Linked DNA regions of Mus musculus: regions 1 and 2 are each linked to region 3. The links are chromatin contacts, called in public ChIA-PET maps. All regions are on one chromosome and are shown on one strand. The core of a region is the stretch at or near the end of the contact, and the rest is flanking DNA. Distances in the headings are between cores, read along the strand shown. Region 1 overlaps Trim9 (tripartite motif-containing 9). Region 2 overlaps Pygl (liver glycogen phosphorylase). Region 3 holds the start of Tmx1 (thioredoxin-related transmembrane protein 1).

Region 1 (3,067 bases), core at 551-3,050, 200 kb before region 3:
TGTGTGTGTGTGTGTGTGTGTGTGTGTACATGTGTGCCTGTGTTTGAGAATGAGTGTGTATGTGTGTCTGCATGTGCTATGTGCTTGTATGTGTCCATGTGTATGTGTATCTAGAGACCTTATAAGAAGGGCTACCGCAAGTTTTAATACTGCAAGGAAGCATTTTCATTTTTGAATTTACAATATTAATGTTAGCTTTTCAGACTTTAGTCTTATCCCTGAGGGAAGATTTGATTTTTCTGTAAGCCAAATATCAGAGAAAAGGGTATGAGGCTAAAGCTTAATATCCCAAAGAATAATAACATACTGGTTCCTATTTAAACTTTATATAGTTTGGGTGATGTGGCATTTATGGTCATTTCTTTGCTCAGATACAGTAAATTAAAAAATATTATTCTTCACATCTATTTACTTGTGTGTGTGCAAGTGCACACATGTATGGATATTAGGGACTATCCTGCCAATTCTAGGGACTGAACTCAGATTGTTACAGTTGGTGGGAGGACCCTATATCAGCTGAGCTGTCTCATTGGCCCCCCACATTACTTACTTAAAAGGAAACTAACCTCTTAGCTTAATGAAAAGACTTGAAACATAACCACAGAGCGTCAGCAGACACAAGCTCTTTTGAGTTTGAGAAGACATTTGCCACTGTATTTATGTCAGAAAACTATTTTCAATTCACAAGAGTTTGCTTCAAAAGGTCTCTCTCACCAGATGGGACAATCAAGGCATTGCATAGCAGTTACATCATGCCTTAAACATTAAGGAAAGGTGATGTTTGGGATGCATAGAATCTCCAAACAGTGATCTGAACACCCATGGAAGGATGAGCTCTATACCCATAATTTGAGGATCAGATCAAAACCTATCTGAGGAGCACTCGCCCTTTCTATTTTTAGGTGAGGCTGAGTATAGCCATGAATATTCCTGGGATTAGTAATTGGGCAGTGATACAGGTTTTTTCCCCCCTAGTTTTATGTGGATTGATTGATTGCCTACCCATACACCATTTTTTTTTAACTCTTGAACTCGCCCTCTACTCTTCCATCTCTGTGTCTGACCTGTGACCTTTCATGCCCAACCCGATGGGATCTCACCCCATTTCTTCCCAAGCAAAATGAAGCAAAACAAACCATACAAAATCAAGCCTACCTTGCTATGAGAACTTTCCAAACAAATTAGGGGAGGGAGAAAAGACAATTTCCACCCAATTCCAATCAGACTAACAGGCGATCCTCCCTCCAGGACTCTCCCAGGGGCCCTCGGTGTGTTTGGTCAGTCGTCTACAGGACATTTAGACTGTTTAATCATGATTTTACACTGTAGTAGTCTTGGTGCTTAGATACTTAGAAATGTCTGAGGCGGAGCCATCAAGCTCCCTCTGAAGTCCCCTGGAGGACCAGTCTCCAGCCAGCACCTTGTGTTTGGAGTTATTGATTTTATGGCGTGGGTATAACTTATTTTGGGTTCCTCTCACCAGGTACTACCGAGGGCCAACTGAAACAGACCACTAGTCTTGCAAGCATTTGATGTCAGTCATCAAACCCCATTAAATTGTTCCAACTCTGAGCTAGATAGATATTCATAACCACATTTTAGCATATGGATCGTCTTTCTGGTCCTGCTCCTCTGGACAAGTTCATGTTGAGACTGAGAACAGTATTATCATCTCCTGGCTTAGCCAAAGCATCTTTAATTCACATCGAACACAAATACAACGACCGCAGTGTGCATTCTGTGTTTATACTGTGGAGTGCAGGAAGGAAGCAGAGCCCACTTCCTCACCTTCTCTCTCAGACACAACGATTGATCTCAACCATTGGCCATCAGAGAAGGCTCCTCGGCTGTTAACTATCGACAAGACAAGGAAGAGTGAGGCTCTTGGTTGTGATTTCTGGGACACAGGATAGGAAGCTAACGTTTGTGGTAATGATTGCCATCTTTATCGGACAACCACTAGAGAAAGACAGGGGGCATCCTAGGACATTGCTACTGCCTCATCATGGGCACCTGTTGTCCTGCCTGGCTGAACTTGATGGAATAAGAGCAGTTTAGTGGGAAAGACCTGCAGAAAGCTGTCCACATGGTGGCAGGCGGAGATTGCACTCACTTGGGGGAGGCAGTGTATGTGTGTGTTTCTGTGTGTGCATGTGCACAGGCCGGAGGACAACTACAGATATTCCTCAGGCACCCAGGCACTATTGACCTTGCATTTTTGAAACAAGGTCTTTCATTCACTTGGAGTTTGCTGTCCATTAGGCTACTCTAGCCAGCCCGAGAGAGTTCTACTTGTCCTGCCTCTCTCCCCAGTGCTGGTATTTCATGCACTGTCACCAAGCTTTTTTTTTTTTCCCCTTTCCTCTTTAAACTTGGGTTCAGGATCGAATCAGGTACTTATAGGGTAAGCACTTTACTGACTGAGTCATCTCCTTAGTCCTACTCAGATTGGTAAGTCCAGGATGAGAACTGCATTCCAACGCAAATGTGTCCCTCGAACTGTCCATCCGCTGTCAGGACTGATAGTTTCCTCTTATTCTTCCCTGCGCTTCTTTCCCTTCCCACTGGGTTCTAGATTGGAGACTCAGCTGATGGTAGGGGGCTCTGCTCTAAGGAAACAATTAAGATCTACCAAACCAAAGATCTACTGGGGACCACGTAAGCTCTTCTCTGACTCCTGGGATCGAGAAGGAAGGATCCTGGTGCTATGCCCTATTTGTATTTATCTCTTTTATTTTTTCATTGTTTGACATTTAATGAACAAATATCATGTGCTACAGAGTGCATAAGAATTTAGTAGTTGAGAGGCATGAAGCCGGCAGGGGAACTGACTATAAGAAAATAATCAAGAGAAAATGTGTCAATTATTATTAATAAGTTTTATACTTCTGGGGACAGTGTTTCTATTCTAACATGACTTTTTATTATTTGAAAACTTAAGCATTAAGTATTAGATGATGTAGAATAATTTGTACAGGTAAATTATTCCATTTTTAAAAAGTGTTTGTGTGTATTGTTGTATACAACATGTGAAAATGCCCACAGAGGCTAGAAAAGGGCATTTGGA
Region 2 (2,797 bases), core at 190-2,689, 230 kb before region 3:
AACTTCCATAGTCAAGCAGGAGGCTAGGTCATCTGAGAATTACCCAGCCTCGCCTGCCACTCTATTTTCTGGCCTTCCCCAAGAAACAGCAAAGGAGCAAGGTCATGAACGCCAGGTCCAGAGCAGAGTGAACACTGCTAGCCAATACTGAAGAGTCTGGGTTTCACAGAAGAGCAAAGAAGATCAATTCTTGTTCTTAGGTAGGCTTTCCACCAATGCTGCCATCCTCTCGATAGCCCAGGGAAGCCTGGGAAATCCTCAGAAGAGCGCGTCATGGGACGATGGCGAACAGCCTACCTGAAGAACTTACATACCTTACTACTAATAGGGGCACTAAAGCACACAGCCGCCGATGTAGAAAGGCTTTGATGAAATGAAACAGATGTAAGTGACTTTCTAGTAACTTGAGAGCAATGCTTATATATATATATATATATATATATATATATATATATATATATATATATAAGCATCCCCTTTGATGGCTCCCTTTAATCCTACTGCTCCTCTTTAGGAGCCACCAGGATCACTTAACACTTAAACTCTAATTTAGTATTAAACTCTAATTTAGTATTATACTCAATCCATACTCTCCCCTGTGTCTCCCTATATACATAACTCGTAGAAAATTCACCTTTTCTAAGAATATAAATAGCATCGCGTTGCATGGGTTTTATTGGGTTTGTTTTGAGCTTGGTGATCCACACAGCAAGTCTGTCTATTTCAGCATCCTTCTTTAAGGTTAGGCTGCTTTTAATGGGGTTTTAGAAACGGCACCGTGACATGGCGTTCCTGTGGTTTCTCCTGTCGTCTTGCGCACACGCTGCATTGGGTGTTTGCTTTGGAGAAACTCTCCTGAGCACTGGAGATGCTTGGTTATAGGTTAGAATGTTTAATAATCAGGTCAACTTGACAGGATCCAGAAGAGCTCAGGAGACGCATCTCTGGGGATGCCTGTGTGGGATTCTTTGAGTTAATGGAGGTGGAAAAATCACCCTGAATGTGGAGGGTACCACCTCATGGTCTGGGGCCCTCAACTGTGTAAACATTGAAAGCTGGTTGATCATCTACTCTCCTCTGCTTCCTGGCTGTCGATGCACATGACCAGCTCCCGCTACCATGATTTCCACACTGTGCCTTGGAACTCTGAGCAACAACAGAGCCTTCCTTCCTTAAACTGCTCTTGCTGGGTGACTTGTCACAGCATGTAGAGCTAGTATTATACTTTAAGTACTTTCTTCTCTGTTCGCTGGAAAGCCATTATTCAAGTAAAGCCAAGAACTCAGTTTGTCTGAATGTGAAGAGGTATATTAATGACATCACTGCCTGCCAGTCAACCACAATATCAAACTGAAGCCTGCAAGGTAAGAGTAGGGCTTATGGGAGTCGACCAGCCATAAACAAACAGCAGTGATGTAAACGGGTGGCTGTGGAAACCCTTAAGTGAACAGGAAGGAAATGGCTAGCTTTGGGGTTTTAAGCAATGTCTGAAAAGGCTTTGAGCAACACCTCTTTTCTATGTGGCCTGTGATCAGACCACAGGGCAAAGTCAAGAGCAAATGCGTCTACAGTAGGGACATGCTTTCTCCTTCTTCTAAGAAAGCCACTTGGCTCTTCTAAGCACGGTTGTGTATGGCACCCAAAAGGGCATAGATCACCCAGACAAAGTAACCTGCTCCCGCTGTCGCTTACCAGCAAGCCTCCCAAGACCGCCATTGCCAAGGCCGGCATCTTCTTCAATTTCTTCTAACTCTTCCATGTCCAATCCAAGCTGAGGAGAGAGGACAATACTGGATGTGGATACGCACTCAGGCTGTTCCAGAGACAATTCCACTTACTGAGGCACTGGCCAGCTACCAGGGTCATCTCTGTGCTTGATTTGGCCTTGGTTCCCCTGAAGCGGTTCTGGCATTGCATATAAATTGCAGAAGCTAGCAATCATTGGTGCCAGTGGTACAAGATGGAATAGCCAGGCACAGAGAAGCACGAGTCTTTGGGGTCCATTATGGACCATGCCACTTCCTTGACACTGACCCTTAGTCAGGTTGCTAAACCTCCCTTGTAAAAACGTGGAGGCTGGGGCTGGTGAGATGGCTCAGCGGGTAAGAGCACTGACCACTTTTCTGAAGGTCCTGAGTTCAAATCCTAGCAACCACATGGTGGCTTGCAACCACATGGTGGCTCACAGCCATCTTTAATGAGCTCTGACACCCTAGACAGCTACAGTGTACTTATTTATAATAATAAATAAATCTTTTAAAATAATGTGGAGGCTGAAAATACCTACTTAATTTAGGGTTGTGAGTCAAATGAGATTATATGAACAAAGCAACAGCATTAGTTTTGGGCAGAGTCCTATGTTAGCTATTATTTAATCTTAAAAAAAAAGTATGGGGTCATCGAGGTGACTCTCGGTAAGTGAACTTTCTGTTAAACCTGATGACCTAGTTTAATTCCCAAGACAAACATGACAGAAATAGAGAATAGGCTCTCATGTATTGTCCCTCTGATCTCCACATGTGTGCTGATGTGTTTCAGCACTAATGTGTTCATGCTATACATGCAAACACACACACACACACACACACACACACACACACACACACACAGTGTGACTCTTAAATTAAAAGTATATCATGAGATTAAAACTTTAGAAACAGTGCAGTTTCAAGCTGACGGTAACTAGACTGAGTGGCAAGATGGTCAGAAGGTGCAAGGTCAGACTTCTCAGGACAGATTTGAGTTCATCTTCGCAAATCCAGTGTGTTGTCTCTAGTAGAGTCAAAAGCTGATAACC
Region 3 (2,740 bases), core at 13-2,512:
GTAGATCCTGCTGGTCTACACTGCACCTAGAATAATGACTGAGGCTGCTTGTGCCCAGGAGAGTCAGTTCTGAACTCTCCCCAAAGAAATGACTTTATTAAATAAGAGTATGGAGAAACGGTCAGGCCTAAAGTCACTCCAAAAAAATAAAAAAAGTTTTCCTTAAGTAAGAACAAGATGCCAGTGCATAAGCCACTTAGTTCACCAGAGAGACCTAAGAAAAGAGACAGTGAAGAATCATCCTGGGCTTAAAATAAATTTCAACCACTGACCTCAAAACCATCTGCCAAAATGTATTAGGCTGTGGAACAATGTATGCTCTGAGAATTAAAACAAAACAAAAACAAGTTATCGGTGAGCACTTCATGTAATATTACAGCTGGAAATAAGTGAGGCAAACACATCCCAAAAAGTGATATGGAATGAGCCCTGCTAAAACCACTATCGCCCAGATGACCCACCCAGGGCTGTAATCTCTGAGAAACAGACTTCACTAGAATTGCCTTGCCAACTCACTAAACAATCAAACAACAAGAGGAACAGAAGATGGAGAGCCACAAGGGGAATCAACATCTAGAATTACAGACCCTAAAACCCTAGTTTCCAAGAAGAGATTTTTGAGTTGTGCAAAGACAGGAAAATATAACCCATATACAGGAAAGCAAAGAACAGGCAATAAAAACTACCTCGGAGAGCCAGGGGGTGACAAAGCCTCATTACGAATGTGTTAGAGGAAATTCGGGGACTCATGCTTAAAGAGTTAAAATAAGTCAGTCAACAGGGACAACACAAGATTCAATTAGTAAAGTAGCCAGGACAAAAAGTAGATGCCTGTTTGCCTAGGGCCAGGGTAAAGGGGCTGGTGACCTCCTCCTACATTCGTCTAACTGGTGATATTTTGAAAGGGGAAAGTTCCTGAGAAAACTGTCATAGTGACCTTACTAGGCACTGGTGGGCACGACAGGGTCACTCATCTCTAGAGCATCACCCTGATCCCTCCGCCTACCGCCCCTTCTAGGGCTTTTCGAGGGACCACAGCCGGCAAGCGCCTCTTCAGTCGTGAGCTCCGAGATAGACGCATTTCCCGCTTTCCCTCTCCATCTCCCGCAGGAGGAACAGGGCCCGGACATGCGCACTGAGTTGCTGGCGGGGAGTGGGTGGGGCTCGCGCGCCTGGCTGGCTCCTTGTGCGCATGAGCGGAGCGGCCGCCAGAGCGGAAGTGGAGCTGCGGCGGGGAGGTGGAGCGGGAACGCGCTGAGGCTGGGTGAGCGGCTGACATGGCGCACTTGGGGCGTCTTATGGTTCCCCTGGCAGCTCTGGTCCTGCTGCTCTGGGCGGTCCCTGGGGCCCACGGACGGCGGAATAACGTGCGCGTCCTCACCGATGAGAACTGGACGTCGTTGCTGGAAGGAGAGTGGATGATAGAATTGTGAGTGCGGGGCGCTTGTCTGGGTGGCGGTGGCCTCCGCCGCCCCGTCCCTCAAGCTGGACACCTGACCAGCCCATCTTCCTCGGCCAGGTCTTGAGGTCCCAGCCTTTGCCGCCCCCAGCTCCAGGGTCATTTCCTAACCGGGAATATTACTTTTCTATCTAAGCGTGCACTGAGCCTCGTCGTTGCTAAGCACTGTGGTGCGATTAAAGGATTACGAGCTACATCGAATTCTCTGGAACAGACTAGCGGATTTGAGGGTGGGATTGGGTTGCGATGGAGGTCTTGGCTGTTTCTATAGACTTTTAGTGATCTTTTGTAGACATCCAGACTTTAAGTCTCCAAATTTTTACAAAAGTTGATATTGAACAAAATCTTGCTTTTAACCTGTCATTCGGAAATTGCTATGTTTATTCGGAAATTGGTATTTGTAATGCCTGAATTTTGAGCTCTTTATTTATTTTTATTTTGTGAGTTAGTTTTTTTAAATTGTAAATGCCAAATAAATGGGAATATATTAAAATCTTTATTTTCTTTTTTTTTCTTCTTGCCTACATTCATTTCTTTTGATATGAACCTCATTTTTCCTTGACCGGTGCGTTTGCAATTTAGAGAATGGCTTGAATTGTGATTTACAGGCCTGCGAATGGTATTGCACATGCATTAGTATGATTATTGATAGGCCCTTTAAATACTCCAGTTCATCATTTACTATTCAAACAAAATCACTTATCTTGTGTGATAATTCTACTTCAACAGTGTCCGCCGTCCTGCTGCTGTAGGAAATAAACTACCTTTGGCCTTTGTCTTAGATGATAAATTAGTGGAATGGTTAATTGACAGTGTTCCTGATACGGCATTATTGATGTGGCGAAAGCACCACCATTGAATGGTCATTGTTTACTGACACTACCCAGTATCTTTACATATGTTTTGGGGTGGGTAATTATTCTACATAATTCCTTATAGTAGATAACCACTCCCATCCCCTGCTTTACCGATTGGCCTGTTCAGATGCTGTCATAGTAGCTTTGTTGGGCTTCAAGAGTAAATATATGCAAGCGTTGTTAGCAACCCTTAAGCAAGATTCTGGTGTTTGCCTATGTTGTGATTGTGTTTAGGGCTGTACACTAAGGAAGAGGTGGAAGTGAACATCCTCAAGAGAGAACCTGGGTGAGGTCCATGATACCTGAGTTGTGAAACAAGAAAAAGGAGATTGCAGTAGGGAAGACGTTTAGTGTACTGACAGTTGGCCGTTCACTGAAGTCAGTTTTCAGGAGAGGAACGCTAACCAGTGCTGTTAGTTTTCAG

Evidence for each region. ChIA-PET counts read pairs in DNA pulled down with a chosen protein or histone mark.
Region 1: a contact with region 3 is called in an RNA polymerase II ChIA-PET map of memory CD8 T cells, with 15 read pairs. The contact joins the enhancer-like site here to the promoter of Tmx1 in region 3. A contact is called at or near these places in 17 of 39 promoter capture datasets (the 3T3-L1 cell line, 3T3-L1-derived adipocytes, the HPC-7 cell line and 12 more), 1 of 484 Hi-C or Micro-C datasets (cortical neurons), 4 of 115 datasets of contacts at active chromatin or transcription factors (T-cell acute lymphoblastic leukemia, embryonic stem cells, large pre-B cells and 1 more) and 3 of 9 other capture datasets (adipose tissue, liver and pancreatic islet).
Region 2: a contact with region 3 is called in an RNA polymerase II ChIA-PET map of effector CD8 T cells, with 4 times the contacts expected there. The contact joins the enhancer-like site here to the promoter of Tmx1 in region 3. A contact is called at or near these places in 5 of 39 promoter capture datasets (the 3T3-L1 cell line, embryonic stem cells, hippocampal neurons and 2 more), 2 of 484 Hi-C or Micro-C datasets (cardiomyocytes and erythroblasts), 10 of 115 datasets of contacts at active chromatin or transcription factors (bone marrow-derived macrophages, effector CD8 T cells, embryonic hindbrain and 5 more) and 3 of 9 other capture datasets (adipose tissue, liver and pancreatic islet).

What each region holds. Positions count from the first base shown.
Region 1 is chr12:70,256,216-70,259,282 of GRCm38.p6, forward strand. All of the region lies in intron 8 of Trim9 (tripartite motif-containing 9), which reads right to left. Among named protein-coding and RNA genes, the nearest start is that of Gm38467, 26 kb to the left of the region's middle. Within about 2 kb of position 1,801, at least 11 of the 459 cell types and tissues checked have an H3K27ac peak or open chromatin away from gene starts, as enhancers often do. A contact at or near this core is called in memory CD8 T cells, where this site is marked.
Region 2 is chr12:70,217,897-70,220,693 of GRCm38.p6, forward strand. Pygl (liver glycogen phosphorylase) reads right to left here. Exons shown (of 20, transcript NM_133198.2): 3 at 1,693-1,771. Among named protein-coding and RNA genes, the nearest start is that of Pygl, 8.4 kb to the right of the region's middle. Within about 2 kb of position 1,440, at least 73 of the 459 cell types and tissues checked have an H3K27ac peak or open chromatin away from gene starts, as enhancers often do. A contact at or near this core is called in bone marrow-derived macrophages, effector CD8 T cells, erythroblasts and 1 more, where this site is marked.
Region 3 is chr12:70,451,892-70,454,631 of GRCm38.p6, forward strand. Tmx1 (thioredoxin-related transmembrane protein 1) reads left to right here and starts at 1,263. Exons shown (of 8, transcript NM_028339.1): 1 at 1,263-1,429. The coding sequence starts at 1,278.